Linked DNA regions of Mus musculus: regions 1, 2 and 4 are each linked to region 3. The links are chromatin contacts, called in public promoter capture Hi-C maps. All regions are on one chromosome and are shown on one strand. The core of a region is the stretch at or near the end of the contact, and the rest is flanking DNA. Distances in the headings are between cores, read along the strand shown.

What was found. Promoter capture Hi-C pulls out the DNA fragments that hold promoters and counts their contacts.
Region 1: a contact with region 3 is called in a promoter capture Hi-C map of pre-B cells, with 2.4 times the contacts expected there. The contact joins the promoter of Ilrun here to the promoter of Atp6v0e in region 3. A contact is called at or near these places in 2 of 39 promoter capture datasets (liver and pre-B cells).
Region 2: a promoter capture Hi-C map of pre-B cells shows a contact between it and region 3, with 2.3 times the contacts expected there. The contact joins the promoter of Tcp11 here to the promoter of Atp6v0e in region 3. A contact is called at or near these places in 2 of 39 promoter capture datasets (liver and pre-B cells) and 1 of 9 other capture datasets (liver).
Region 4: a promoter capture Hi-C map of liver shows a contact between it and region 3, with 2.8 times the contacts expected there. The contact joins the promoter of Zfp523 here to the promoter of Atp6v0e in region 3. A contact is called at or near these places in 4 of 39 promoter capture datasets (hippocampal neurons, liver and pre-B cells) and 1 of 115 datasets of contacts at active chromatin or transcription factors (pancreatic cancer cells).

The regions. Positions count from the first base shown.
Region 1 is chr17:27,819,119-27,822,746 of GRCm38.p6, reverse strand. It overlaps Ilrun (inflammation and lipid regulator with UBA-like and NBR1-like domains), which reads left to right and starts at 2,205. Exons shown (of 5, transcript NM_001033279.3): 1 at 2,205-2,570. The coding sequence starts at 2,413.
Region 2 is chr17:28,079,061-28,082,926 of GRCm38.p6, reverse strand. Tcp11 (t-complex protein 11) reads left to right here and starts at 2,288. Exons shown (of 10, transcript NM_001085555.1): 1 at 2,288-2,352; 2 at 2,622-2,768. The coding sequence starts at 2,648.
Region 3 is chr17:26,675,143-26,679,016 of GRCm38.p6, reverse strand. Atp6v0e (ATPase, H+ transporting, lysosomal V0 subunit E) reads right to left here and starts at 2,621. Exons shown (of 4, transcript NM_025272.2): 1 at 2,439-2,621. The coding sequence starts at 2,542.
Region 4 is chr17:28,175,147-28,178,852 of GRCm38.p6, reverse strand. Zfp523 (zinc finger protein 523) reads right to left here and starts at 1,657. Exons shown (of 14, transcript NM_001357995.1): 1 at 1,328-1,657.

The DNA.
Region 1 (3,628 bases), core at 956-3,455, 1.1 Mb before region 3:
TTCCCATTTAAAAATTAGTTTCCTGGGCTAGTGAGATGGCTCAGTGTAAAAGCATTTGCTGTACGAGGCCTGAGCCTCAGATTCCACAGTGGAAGGAGAAAACCAGCTCCCAAAAGTGTCCTCAACAGTTCACACTTGAACCCTGCCCACATCTAGCCAGGGTGTGAGGCCAGACCTGGTGACTGCCGTTCTCTCTCATGTCACCTCCCACTCCTCTGAGGCAGGGTCTCTCTCTAATCCTGGAGCTTGAGTTTGCTCAGCTTTTGCTTTCTTTATTGAGATAAAGTCTTATGCTATTCAAACTGTCTTCAAACTCATTCTGAAGCCAGATTGGCCTTGAACAGATAGCAATGCCCCGACCTCAGTCCCCTATATCGATTCCCAGTACTGGGATTACAGATGACGGAATCTACCCTGTCTGGGATTACTGATGGAAGCCACCCTGTCTGGCTCTTATGATTTGTTTTGTTTGAGACAGTCTCGAGTCACCAGGGCTGGTGGAGGCTGGCCTCAATTCCTTATTCTCCAGCCTTTGCCTCCCAAGTGCTGAGATCACAGGTGTGTCACCATATGAGGCTGTCTTTTGGCTTTTTTGTAGCCAAGGCTCACTTTGACCTCACTAAGCAGTTAAGGGTGGCCTTCCATCCTGATCCTCGGCCTCCTCATGTGGGGATTACAGGCATGTGATATGAAGCTAACCTGGTAGTTTATGTCCTAAGAAACCATGACTAAGGAGAAGAGAGTGTCTGAAGCACTGCCAACGGTAGGAATACACAAACTGTCACACTGATAACCCTGAGCTCTGGTCCTCATGATCTCACAGCTGCTGTTCATGAGATAGACACAATTCAAACACATCCGTAAACATATTTTGTCAATCTTTAATCAGGTTGAACTGTTGAGCAAACTATCAGCAATAACTGCATTTGCTCAAGGTTCTGCTCTGAAATTTGGATATGATAACAATCACCAGGCGATTTTGAGCCTCCTCCCAGGCCCACTGACTTCAGTTGAGTCTCTTTTCAGAAGTAGTTGTGACAGTAGTTATCCCAGCAAGTAGGGGTAGGAGGATGAGATCAAAGGCAACTCCAGGAAGAAAGCCCGCCTCTGCCTCTTGAGTGCTGGGGTGGTTTATTTTTTAAAGGCAGGGTCTAGAGTATCTCTGGCTGGCATCAAACACACAGAAATTTGCCTGCCTCCCCAGTGCCGCCACCCTTGGCTGTCAGCCAGGCCTTATATGCAAGAGCGAAGTATCTCTGCTCTCAGGAACCCAGGTCTTCATACCTTCGGGGAAACAGCTTAAGCCAAGTCCCCAGTTGCCCAGTTTCTTACCCACCCCCATCCCTGTACCTAGTCATATCTAACAGGTGACACTGAGAAAATACTTGGTGACAGAACGGGCAGATGAGTCTCTCCACAGCTGAGCTTCTTAATCCTTCAGCTTCAAATGGAGCCTCACATTAGTAGATACACTGGATACTGTCTACAGTCATTTTTTTGGTCGTGGATTTTAGAGACAGAACAAGATTTGCTAAATTCTAGGGTATTGACCTTTCTTTGCAGAGGATCGGTTCCTCTGACCTGTAACTGGTGCTTGCATTAGGCTGCCTTTATTTTCTGGAAACGTAATGCTAAGGTTGCATAGTAACATAGGCAGTCATGAGAAACTCAGGTCAGAATCCAGAGACTAAGCGTGCACCGCCGCGACCTTGGGAAAATGTCTGTTTGAATACTAAGTCCCCTGAGAGCGGAGCAGCAAGAGTCCGCTCTGTGCTGCCCTTTGCCCTTTGCCCCAGTCCCAGCCTCTGTTCCTGTGGCGACTTCGGGTTCCCAGCCTGAGCATGGGTGGGGTCGCTCGTCTCCGAAGCACCTCTCAGACTCGTGACTCCTCCCACGCAGTGTGGGGACTCAGGCGAGGACAGAGACCCGCCCAGTATCCGCTCTTTCCGGCTTCCCGTTTCCTGCCCCCTCCGCTCTGTCGCGGTGAGGTCACGCGAGAGACGTCACCGAGTTATGACGTCACTGAAGGCGGGCTTTCGGGAGAGGAAGGGGCGGGGTCCGAGCGGCCCCGCGCGTGCGCGTTGGGCGCGGCCCGGGAGGAGGCGGAGGCGGCGGTGCTGCGAACCGCGGCGGCAGCAGCGGCGGCGGCGGAGGCGGGCGCTGGGGGGGGTGGGAGGGGGGGGAGCGCGAGCCCCAGAGCCAGCGAGAGAGGAGCGAGCGGTGCGGTGCGGCGCGGCTCGGCGCGGCGCGCGCAGCCCATGAGGCGGTGAGAGGCCTGGGGCCTGTCTCGGAGCAGTGCGCGCGGCGCCGGCCAGCAGCGGGCCGCCCTTCGTGGGCTCGGGCCCGGGCGCGGCGGCCGCCCGTGGAGAAGCAGGTCGGGGCGGTGGAAGCTGTGCGTCCGGGCCCCCCGCCATGGAGGGCATGGACGTGGACTTGGATCCGGAGCTCATGCAGAAGTTCAGCTGCCTGGGCACCACAGACAAGGACGTGCTCATCTCCGAGTTCCAGCGGCTACTCGGCTTCCAGCTCAACCCGGCCGGCTGCGCCTTCTTCCTGGACATGACCAACTGGTGAGTCCGCCCCACGCGGAGCCAATCCTGCTGGCAGCGGCCTCGCGGCCCCGAGGGCAAAAACACCGGAGCCCGCTCGTGGAGTACTCCCGGGCAGGGCAGGGCCCAGGCCGGGAGGTGGCAGGGAGTCAGAGCCCGAAGAACATGGGAAGAGGGGAGAAGTGGTGAGGTGGAAGCCAGGGGAGTCGATCTGGGGCGAAAAGCGTGTGTTCTGGGAGTAGAAAGCACAGGAAACGAGAGTTGCGAAGTGTTTTCCTTTTAAATAGGTGCGAAGTGTAGGAGCTGAGGATGACAGAACGGTGTGGAAACTCGAGGGAGTGTGTTAGGTGCTGAGGTCGAACTCTGGGCGCGGGAGAGGTCTCGGAGCTGAGAATAGATCTTGTGTCTCTTTGAGGAGATAAGGGCGAAAACGACTTTTGCGGCGGAGGGAACACAAATTATAATCAACTGAGTATGGTGAGAAAGGAAGAGTTGTGCCAGGGAGAAGTGACATCTAATGGAGGCGCCGGAGCGCCAGGCCTGCGACGAGGACTGGGAAAAGTCTTCAGAAAGTGGAGGGAAGCTGATCTTGGAGGCAGGAACTTTGTGAAGACACTGGCGTGCTGGGCAGAGGCTTGGCCTTGGGAACTTTGACGAGCTTACTGATTGGATGGGCTTAGTTGACAGAAAACTGAGAAATGTATAGGTTGGGGGCCAGGGGTTCTGGCTTGTAGTTGGGTTGTACAGGCTGAAGTGGAGCTGTCTCCAGGCACCGACGTGTGTCTTGGTTCTTAGAGCAGCACTTGCTGTTTTTGATAAGCAAGAATACTTTCTCTTGGTCTCCAAGTAGGGATTGTTAAGTTCACTCGGGAATTTAACCATTAGACTGGAGACCATTAGACGGCCTTTGAAAGGCTCTCAGGTGAAGCAACTAATCGGGATTTGAGCAAAAAGCAAGGGGGTGCATGCCCTTTGCCCCGTGTTGAGCGTTCAGTGCCCTGACGTGTGGAATCTTGTTTCTCTTGGCATCCCTTGAACAAACTCCCATTATTTCCATGTCCACCCAGTGCCTCGAGCAA
Region 2 (3,866 bases), core at 1,039-3,538, 1.4 Mb before region 3:
GGAAAACGCTTCCCTTAGCCTTCCTCGGTTCCCTCCTCGGCCACCTCCACGCTCCCCTCTTCTTGCTTCAGCCCCACCCCCACCATAGATGCCTGCTCTGATTATCTCCCTACAACCCTCCAAGAGAAGTCAGATTTTAAAAGTTTTAATTACACTGTGTGTATGTGTGTGCGTGCGTGTGCGCGCGCACGTGTGTGTGTGTGTGTGTGTGTGTGTGTACATGGTGTGGCACAGGTGTGGAGCCTGAGGCCAGCTCGTGTGTGGCAGGTCTCTCCTGGAATTATGGGAGTCTTGGGGATTGAACTCAGGAGGTCAGGATTGGAAGCTGGATCCTTGGCCCATTAGTGCATTTGGCTGACCCACAGATGTTATATAGAGAGCGGCTATTTTACGAGTACAGATAGATTCCTAGGGGAATTCAGACATCTGGGAAGAGCTCTATAGCACTGATTCTTTTATCGGGAGGGCTACTATTTAAAAACAAGCTCAATTTTTTTTCTCTCCTTGACATTAATAGTCCCAAATAGGCCAGGCAGTGGTGGCGAAAGCTTTTAATCCCAGTACGCATGGAGGCAGAGGCAGGCAGATCTCTGGGAGTTTGAGGCCAGCCTGGTCTACAGAGGGAGTTCCAGGATAGCTGGGGCTACACAGAGAAAACATGTCATAAAAAAAAATGTTTTCCCTGCATGTATGTGTATGTGTGTGTACATACACACACACACACACACACACACACACACACACACACCCTTAGGGGCCCCACAAGAGGGCACCAGGTATTTCTAGGCCGCCACTTGGGTGCCATCTTTCCAGACTCCGAGTTTTCATGTGACAGGAAGCTGTGACATCACTGCGTAGCTTCTGTTCACGTCCCCGTTGACCACCTGGAGGGAAATTCCAAGAAGCACACCCCGAAATTCCAAGAAGCACAATGGGGAGGGAGGAAGGAAGCTTAGTATGTGCTGGAGATAGTTTAGGTGGTCGGTGAGAATTGAACCCAGGGATACCAACCAAGCTACAACCTTAAATTCTTTTCAGTAAATCCTACCTTGCAGTATTGGAACTGAACCTGGGCCCTCAAACATGGCCGGCATTTTGTTACTAAGTTGCACCCATTATCTGGCTTTGTTTTGTCTTTAAACTTTAGTTGCTTCGTCTGTCCTGGAACTGTGTAGTCCAAGCAGGCCTTGGCCAGTCTGTCCTCTTGCCTCAGTCTCCCCAGTAGCTAGGGTGACAGGCCTGCACCGTTACTTTCAGGTTTTCCAAAGTCAGGGATTGGCAAGCAAAGCAGCGGCATCAGGCGGTACAGCCATTTCCGGGGGATCGCACGCCCTCTTCTGAACGCCTGGGGTACTGCATGGATGGGATGCATTTGCATAGGTTTTATGATGACTTCAAGTCAGAGTAATTAAGAGGCCAGAAAGAATATGAGGGAAAAACACCCTCTCCATGTTCTCTCCCCAAACCCAAGGCGTGGGTATTTAAAAGACTTTAATCCCTGCAGAGGCAGGAAGATCTGAGTTTGAGGCCAGCCTGGTCTACAGAAGAGTTCCCTGACTGCTGGGGCAGCATAGAGAAACTTTCTTTGTCTTGGGAAAAAAGCAAAAAACACAAGAGAATGTTATATGTAAAACAAGACAATTTTATATGTATGGGTATTTTGCCTGCGTGTATGTAAATATATGTAAATATAGGAAGTATGATCCCGAGGAACTGGAGTGGCAGATGGCCGAGATCCATCATGTTGGTGCTGGGAATCGAACCCTGGTCCTCTGGAAGAAAGCCAGTGGTCCTAACAGCTGAGCCATCTCTCCAGGCCTCACCCTCCATTTTTTTTAAGAATCTGGAAATGGAGCTCAGCCTATGAGGTCCCTTCCATGCCCAGCACTACATGAACCCTTGGTGGTGGCTCACACGGGTGACCCCAGCACTCAGGCAGAGGCTGTAGGGTCAGCAGTTCGAGGCTAGCACCCCTGTGCATGCTCTGCAGGCTACCCCTAAGCCCCAGATCCTGACACTTGGAATCAATAGGGATGACCGTCCTGCCCCAGTCTCGGTCTCACCCAAGGTGGCGGCAGATGGTCGGTGGCGGGTCGCGATGCTGGTGGGGAGGGCTGCCACGCGCCTCGCGCCTCGTTGCCAGGACACCTAAGCTGTTTGTTTGGCAACACCGGGCGTTCCCACTCCTGCTCAGTTCGCAGGGTGGGGATGTGGAGTGTGTGACAGCATCGACGTGGGGCTCAGTGGCTCCACCCAGCCACGCCGCCCCTGCCTCATCCCCCCAAGTGGTTTAGCCCACCCGCACCCCGTGCCGCCCAGCCAGCCAGAGCGGGCGGGCCGGCAGAGAAGGAAGTGAGCTGAGTGGAGAGAGGGAAGGGGAGGGAGAAAGTGGAGGGGGAGGGCGGAGGTGAGCCACGGAGGGGAAGGGATGAAAGAGGGGAAGGGAGAGGGGAAGAGGAGGTGAGGGGAAGAGGCATACTGAGAGGGAGAGACAAGGGGTGGTGAGGGATGGAGAGGGGTAAGGGGAGGGGCGTCCGTCGGGGCTGCGGCCTCAGTTTCTTCCTGCGCCAGCTCTGGTCCCCCCTGGCCCTGACGAGCCCCCAACATTTGTCACCACACAGATACCACCACCACCACCATCACCAGGATGCCAGACGTGAAAGAGAGGGCGGCCCGGAAGGAGCCCGGCGCGGCAGAGAGCGCCTCCCGTGAATCCCGCGGGGGAAACACCCGGGAGAGCGCGAGCAGCGCCCAGGGGCACCGATCGTGTAGGTTCAACCGTCGCCCGAGCACGGCCGCCCTCACCCCAGGGTCCGCGCAGGGGCGCGGGGTAAAGACGGCGCCACGAGGTCCCGTGGGCCACGGAGGACTGCGGACTGGCCCGACCTCCCGGTGTCCCCAGCCCTCCGCCCGAGCGAAGCTCCCCTCGGTCACGCGTGGGGCACCGCTTCCGCCATCCCCGGGAAAGGGCCACCTCGGCGGGACCCCGAGCTCGCACAGGCTAGGTATCTGCTTGAGGCAGGGTCCCCCAAGTGCGGGGACTGCAGGTCCGGACCTCCCTCCCCCTCGTTTCAAATGCTCCCGCACAAGCGTTGCCATGGATTTCCTGTGACGCTGGACAGTTAGTCTCTCCTCTGTGGCCACGCGGGGTCGCTGCTGCTTAACGCTGTGACTTGAGACAAGATCCAGGTGTACCCGGAGGGGTGGGGTGGGGTGGGTTGGGTTCGGGCTGGGGTTGTGTATCCAAATAGGAACCTGGCCTGTGGGGTTCAAGGTCAGGGCGTGCTGGTGCTGCTGGTTTGGAAACAGTTCTTACAATGGCTGTTGCATCCATAGGTACAGTGACTCCTGAGTATACAATCAAATTCCTTTTGTAAAAATTTGGAACTGTGTATAACACGTTGGCTTTGTTGTGTTGCAGTTTTCTTTTTTTAGGGGGGCAATCTGAATTTTTAAGAATTGTAGCCACACTTAAATCTCTACTCTTTAAGCCCTCCTTGTTCCGGAGTGCTCTGGGCGGAACTGGCTGCTTCTTGCAGTTGGAGAGTTTCTTGAGGAGTGGCTGTAGCTTTGAAGGTTTCCTTTCACCTCGGATTTGTTTACGGATCTGATTGTGTCATGCCAGCCATTTCGGCTGGGATAATGAAGGACTGCACAGATGCTGGGAAGAGCAGGGTCCGGTCACCTTTGTTTTTATAAAAAGGTTTATTTTTCTTTGTGTGAGTGGGTGTTTTGTCTACAGGTATGTCTGTGCACCGTGTGTGTTCAGGGCCAGAAGAGATGTCGGGCGCCCTGAAACTGGAGTTACAGATGCTTGTGAGCCAAGGGTAACCCAGCTCTTAGGAAAGGGCAGCAAGTGGCTTAAC
Region 3 (3,874 bases), core at 1,372-3,871:
ACGCTGAGCAAGGCTTTCTCAGACTGAGCAGAGAAGCCCCTGTTGTGCTCCCTTCCTGCACAGTTCCTTATTTCCTTAATGAAAATCTCCTAATCCCACAAATCAGAAATGTTTTCCTGTATTAAATACTCAGCTCAGCGTGGTGGCTGGGGATGCAATTCAGTGGTAGAGTGCTTGTCTAGAAGACAGGAGGCTCTGGGTTCACTTCTCAGCAACCCTTACTTACACCCCCACCCCCACGGCTGCCACACACAAACACAGGAAAAAAATCATCAGAGTTCATTAAGCAGGTCAGTTCTTGTATAACTTAAAAAAAAAAAAAAAGACCTTTTGATTTACAATCTTTTGGGAAGGAGGATGTAGAAGGGACCTGGTATTAATTAATCCTAAAACATCCATGTTTCAGTAAAACCAAGGAACATGGAAAAGCTAACTAAGTCTTCCAAGGTCACAAGAGCTCAGTCACCTTGGAGCAGTGTTTCCTAAACTCTAAGCCTATAACTCCTAGGAGGCACCATTTCAAGACCTGCTCAATCCTGCCAAGAGCAAGAAAAACAAGGATTGCAGTGGAGGCTGCAAATAGGCCCCAGATATGATCTCACTGCAGGTCAAATAGAACCTGACTGTGGTGAGCACCAGGGGTTTCATTACTCTGCATAACAGGAGGGGCACCTGATGCCAGGATGGGGAGAACAGAGTTTTAAGAAAGGAGTGGCCCAAACTAGGCACGTTAATGAAAGCTATTCTGGGATGAAGGCCAGAAAGACAGACAGTGGTGGAACGGAACAGGGTTGGTTTAAACACAACAGAGACATTTTGTTGTCTAACTCCAAGAGGAAAAAAAAAGTGTCTAAATGGACTCAGTACTCAGTTACTACAAATTACTTTGATAACTGCAGAGCCCAGATACCACATCAGCTGCTGTAAACCGCAGATGACGCTGTAGGACTGTTACTGAGAAGTGGAGCCTCCCTGATGCTTGCAAAGGACAGATATTCACCTATCATTTCCCTTTCAAAAGCCATTTAATTGCGACCTGGAGAGATGGCTCTTTGGTTAAGTACACTTGCTCTTCCAGAAGACCTAGATTCAAGTCCCAGCACCCACGTGACAGCTAATGACCATCTGTAACTCCAATTCCAAGGGATCCAAATGCCTCTGTGGACATTGCACGCATGATGCCCTTACATACATGCAGCTATACACTTATATACATAAAATAATACATACATCTTTAAAAGTGCTTTCTTAGGCTAATAGAAAAAACACTGTTAAAAGTCAGTGTATTCCAGACAGTAATAGAAGCCAATATCACAAAACAGTAAAACTTCAGCTGGGCGTGGTGGCGCACACCTTTAATCCCAGCACTTGGGAGGCAGAGGCAGGTGGATTTCTGAGTTTGAGCTAGCCTGGTCTACACAGTGAGTTCCAGGATGGCCAGGGCTACACAGAGAAACCTTATCTTGACCCCCCCCCCAAACAAACAAACAAACCCCCCAAAGCCCCCCCAAAACAAAGAAACCCACAGTAAAACTTTCTCTAATCAAAATGGCCCACTCAGTAAACATTGTCTACTCTACAAAGTGTTGTGGAGCTAAACACTATGTACCCACCATTCAGTGTCTAACCATTAAAGCAAGAGACGTTTCTGACACACTACTACTTAAGATCAAGTGTCACCTCCACATGATCTTGAGTGAGAGGGAAAAAATTACTTAATTCAAAAGAGGAACTAGAAAGAGGGTGCCCTAGGCTCCTCTGAAAAGGTTTGTTTTTACACTGCAATACAGAAGTTTATCTCCAAACAGAGAAAACGGTATTCTGCAAACCTTAGATGGGGGAATGAAAATCTTGGCCAACCACTGTAAATACTGTTTACAAGTAAGGGCAGGAGCGCCCTGGAAGGTATGACGCAGAGGTTTCTACACAATGCCTTCAGCTCTGGGTGATTTAACCTCGTTTAGATCAGGCTCACCCTGGCTTGGGTTGGGCCCACTAGCTGCAAAGGCTGAACTTAACGCTCTGCATCAAGCTTGTCTGAGTCCGAAACTGCGACAGCAAGGGGGCGAGAGGGAGATTTCTGTTCTCAGATCCCTTTCTTTGAGGTTTAGGCAAAAAGCCTCCCGTGCATCAAAGACAGAACCAAAGCAGCGACAGTGGCTTGGGAGGCGCCCTAATTTCTCTTCAGTCGAAGTGCACACTTTTAGTCCATCAAGACAAAAAGCACTCCCTAAAATTCACTTCCGGGAGGGGCCGCCAAAGGTGACCTCACCCTCCAGCCGGGGACGTTGACAGGCTCTGAGGAGCGCATGCGGTCCTCCCCTCTGTGGTCCACCCCGCCTCATCCTCCCGCCGTAGTCCTCCACGTACGATCCTTCTCTCCGTGATCCTCCCACCGGGGTCCTCCGCTCCCACCACCTTGGACCTGGCGCACTTACCCCCGGTTAGGACCCTTGGGGATAAACCAGGGCACGAGGAGGCCCACGAAGCCCCAGAACACGCTCATCACGATCAAAGGCACAGTAAGGCCGTGGTATGCCATGCCTGCGCCCCAGCAGCCGAATCGGTCCGGAGCCTCGCTCTCGTCCCACCCGGAAGTGTCAACAGAGGCTCACGTGATCGGCGCGCTAAAGCCCCGCCCTTTGCGCGCGGCGTGACTCGACCGTCGGACTCCGCCCCTTAGACTAGAGCCCCGCCCTTACCTGGCTAGTCTCAAGGCTGTGGTTCCATGGGGCTTGACTGAGATGAACCTCCAGCCACCGGGGAGGGGACCAGCAGAGTTTTCTGGAAAGAACTTAGGCCCATTTTGGTGATGTGTCATTTACAGTTTTATCTATATTTTACGCGCAGACATAAATAAGTAAAACCTACAATAGTGGACTACTGTTCTAGAGTCTTGTATGCTAGGCTCCTGCTTTGCATTCTTCCATAGCCCATGAACTACTCACAATCGCCATCTCTGCTGCAAGTGAAGAATCACAGTCGCATTGTAAGTAACTTCACGGTTGTAAGGCTCTTAATCGTTGGTGCTGCTGTGTGTCTTGTACAGAGTGCCAGGGTCTGAGTTACAGAAGTAAATCTGACAGCCATCTGAGAGAGGTCACATCTCCAGAGAAGATGGACAGCTGAGGATGACCAGGCCCTACTTTGCATTCCCGCCAGTTGTCACAACAGTTTCAATAAGAATAGGAATTATCGGGGCTGGTGAGATGGCTCAGCAGGTAAGAGCACCCGACTGCTCTTCCAAAGGTCCTTAGTTCAAATCCCAGCAACCACATGGTGGCTCACAACCATCTGTAACAAGATCTGATTCCCTCTTCTGGTGTGTCTGAAGACAGCTACAGTGTACTTACATATAATAAATAAATAAATCTTAAAAAAAAAAAGAATAGGAATTATCACCGGGCATCGTGGAACACGCCTTTAATCCCAGCACTCAGGAGGCAGAGGCAGGCAGATTTCTGAGTTCGAAGCCAGCCTGCTCTACAGAGTGAGTACCAGGACAGCCAGGGCTACACAGGGAAACCCTGTCTCGAAACAAACAAACAAACAAACAAGAATAGGAATTAGCCAGAAATATCATTGTGGCTCGCCAGAATTGTAGGCTCATTGCACCATGAACTTCCTGAGACACAGAGGAGGGGAGCAATTCTTGGAGGTTTTTTTTTCCCTTGGGGCCAGGGACTTGCTATGAGGAACACAACAGCTCCCAAATGCTGGGATTGCCAGTGAAGCACCATGCTGAGCTGAGGTTGGTTTTGCAGAAGCTTGCAGACAGAGCAAGATGAAAAGGGAGATCTGGCAGCTGAATCCAGTGTGCTGGCTGTGGATCCATTTCCCCGTAGTAGCCACCTCTCCTGATTTCTTCATCAAG
Region 4 (3,706 bases), core at 408-2,907, 1.5 Mb before region 3:
AGGGGGATCATTACTAAGGGGCTGTGAAAAAGGTCCAAGTGAGAGGTAAGGCACTCATCAGAGATGGGGACAGGGATTCCAAGATGGCAGCAGTAGTGACTGGCGTGGGCCATATGCTTGGTGTCTGTGGCATCTCCAGCACCCAGTAGTTAGACCTTCACTAAAAACAACTGTTCTACCATAAAGGTAAAGGTTTCCTGTGAGGCAGAAGGGTCCTGAATGTTCTGCACCTGTTACCTCAGGCTTTAAATGCTTTGCCAAAAGTTCCCCAGCTGAAGGGCCAAGCTCATGATGTCAACTCAGTGGGAAGCTCTGTGCTGCACGGCTTTACAAACTGATAGAGTCCAATTGAGGGGGCAGAGTGTAGACAATCACAGGAATGAAGAAATACTGTTCGGTAAAGCCAGTAGACCCAGGTTGGGAGTGGGGGTGGGAGGGTGAGGTTACAAGGACTACATTTCTGAGGCAGCGTAGAAAAAAGTTCGCTATTTTTGTCTTGACTAAGAATTGCAGAATTTTAATAGAAAGAAACATTGGGGAATCACCAAACTCAATCTCATCACAGTTCTGATCAGAAACTCAAGTCCACCGTAAGGAAAGGACCTCCACCAAGGTTTCCAAAGCTCAACATGATAGAATTTGAACTTGAACCACACACTCAATCTAGAATCCTTTCCTGCCTCAAATGATACTTCATTTCCATTTACTCTTGATCACCACAACGGTGGCATGGCAGTGGGCATAAGTTATGTATGTGCTGATTGACACTGGAGGCTGGGGGCGGGGGGGGGGGTTAAAGAGGGATGTCAGGAGGGTGAGATGATCATGGTGTTACGGGGCGAAGATCACGAGTTATGTGGATGAGTGGGTGGGAAACAGCCCGAGTCTGGTTTGCAGAAGCCAGGAGAGGACTAAGGGGTGCCCACAGAGGGTAGTCTAGGGGGTCACTAGGGACTACGGGCCTCTTGGAAGCCATGTAATGATTGTATCAGCACTGAGACTGGAGGGTCCAGAAGCAGGGCTGGGGTTAGCACTCAATGAATTGGGGGTCGCCTTGTGAGGTCTGGGGGTCAGGAGTGTGTGTATGGGGTCAAGGAGGAGGAGGAGGGCGGGGTTTGGGAGTCCTGGGGGAGGAGTCTCAGGGCGGGATGGAGGGGCAGGGACCCTGGGTGGGGGTGGGGCCAGGCCGCCGTCCAGGGAGGCCCAGCCGCCAGGCCAGGGACCGAGGAGGGTGGGCACGACGGGCTCCGGACCTTCCCGGGGCCCCGCGTTCGCCCAGCCTCCCGCCTCGGGGCACGGTGGACCCACTCTTCCCGCGGCCACCAACCTGACAGCCCCCGAGGGCGACTCCGCCGACAGACCACCATGCACCGGGCCCTGCCACCAGCGCCGGCCCCGCAACCCGCCTGCGCCATAGCCCGCCCGCGCGCGGCTTGCCTCGCGCGATATCCAGGTTCCAGGGCGGCCGCACTTCCCTCTCGCTCCCGGCGCGGCCTCCGCCGGGCCCCGGAACCCGGATGACCAGCGCGGGGCCACGCTCCAGCCCGCCCCCCTCCGCCGCGGCGGCCGGCCTGCTTATCCCGGTTCCCGGGCCCCGGAGCCCAGGCCGCCGAGTCTCCTCAGGCGAGCCTCGGAGCTCCGCCTCGCTCTTCTCTCCGCTGGCCGCCGGGTGACGCGGCCTCGCCAGCCCGGGCGCCCGGGGAGGGCGTGATGACGTCACGACGCCGGGTGGAAGCCGCGGTCGCCATAGCAACGGGGGAAAAAATCGAGCGGCGGTGGGCTGCTCGGGAGGAAGCCATTGCAGGTATCTCTAGGTGGTTCCTGCAGAGGACGGTGACCAGACGCCTGGAGGGGATGGGACTCCGAGGGACAGTCCTCCCAGCGCCCTGTGCAACGGCGCCCCAAGGGATGGCGTCCCGACAGTCATCTCTGCTGGATGGTCCTCCCCCTGGGACTTCACCCTAAGGGACGCTTCTCTCCCGCTCTGTCAGAAGGTGAACTGGGGCTCAGCACCCTGAGGGACTTAGGGACGGTCCTCCCTGTGGACAGTCTCCGTGAGAGATGGTCCTTCTGCATGGACTGCACCCCGAGGGACAATCCTTCCTGCACTTTGTGGGAAGATGCCCGAGGGGTGGGGGTGGGGGGACAGCATTATGAAGGATGGAGCCCTGACAGTCCTTCCTGCGGGACAATTCTCCCTGCAGTACTGGCTTTTCCCATATGCCCTGGGGAACGTGAGTGTTTATGAGGGATGGTGCACCCATCCTGTCCCCTGAGGAAGGGCCCTGACGTTCCCCTCTGCTCGACTCATCTTCCTGAGGGATGATTCTCTCTGAAGGAAGGTTCCCTGACAACACTTGCTTCCTTCTACTGCCTTCCCTGAGAAATGACACTCTGATGGTCGACCCCTGAGGGACAACGCCCCGAGAGTCTTCTCAGGTTCTTGGGCGTTCATTCATTCCTCCATCAGCTCCCCAAAACCAACAGGTCCCCTTGATAGGGTAGCAGTGTGAGGAACAAAACCAAGTGCCCCCTTTCTTCTCTGTTTTTCCATAGTTTTGTCCTTTTTTTGGACTCAAACTGTGGATCCCAAGGTGGCCTTGAACTTGTGATCCTCCTGCCTCATCTTTACACCTGACACCTAACTTTAAAAGTTCTTTTTATTATCTCTCTTCCAAGCAGGGAGGAATTGTGGTTCAGGATATTTTCAGAAATTGAGAGAAAATAAGCTTCCAATTAAAAATAAGAAGATGAAGGGGGAGGAGCCTTGGCACGGGCATGTTAACCCCGAGGTCCCAGTGTGGTACTGGAATTTCCACCTGGTGCCCTAGTATATACCCAGTTAGAGCCAGCTCTGCCATCCTAGCACGACACACATGGGATCTTTCCAGGGTTTTATAGCACGGATTATTGGTTAGAAATACAGCAAGAAAGCCAGACACGGTGGTGTACAACTGTAATCCCCTGCACTGGGGAGGTGAAACCAGGAGGGTCAAGAGTTCACCATCAGGGCTGGCAAGAGTTTGATCCTTGGAACCCATATGGTGGGAAAAGAGAACCTGTTTCCCCCAGTTGTCCTCTGAACTCCAAAGACACATGGTAGCATGCTTACACACACACACACACAGACAGTGCTTGCTTATATACACTCACAAATGCACACACATACTCAATGAAAAAGTTCAGGATCACTTTTAGTTTTCTGGTGAGTTGAAAATACTAGAATTCCGAGTGACCTGGATGTCTGCTCAGCGCCACCACCCTTTACCATATGGGCAGATAGCTCTTCCTTGCAGATGGTATTCGGTTCGTTTCCTCTCCATTACACAGAAACCATTTGTCTGAAGGAAGAGATAAAAGTTGTCATCCCACCACGTGGCCTTGGCTGGCCTGCATCTTAGTCTAGGTAGACCAGGCTGGCCTCAAACTCACACATCTGCCTGCCTCTCCCTCCCCAAGTGCTAGGATCAAAGGCGTGAGTCACTATACCCAGCCAAAGCAACGGTTCTAAAACATTCCAGGTCCGAAAGATTGGTGAGGAAGCTGTTGTGGAGTAGAATTTTATTCTCTTGGTACCAGGAATGAGATGCAAGGGCCCGGGCATGCTAGGCATGGCGCTCTGCTGCTGAGCTACGAGTAAAGATCAGAGGGGGGGATGTCGGATGACAGCTCTCCATTGCTGGGGTGCGGTGACCTTGGTGCTGGT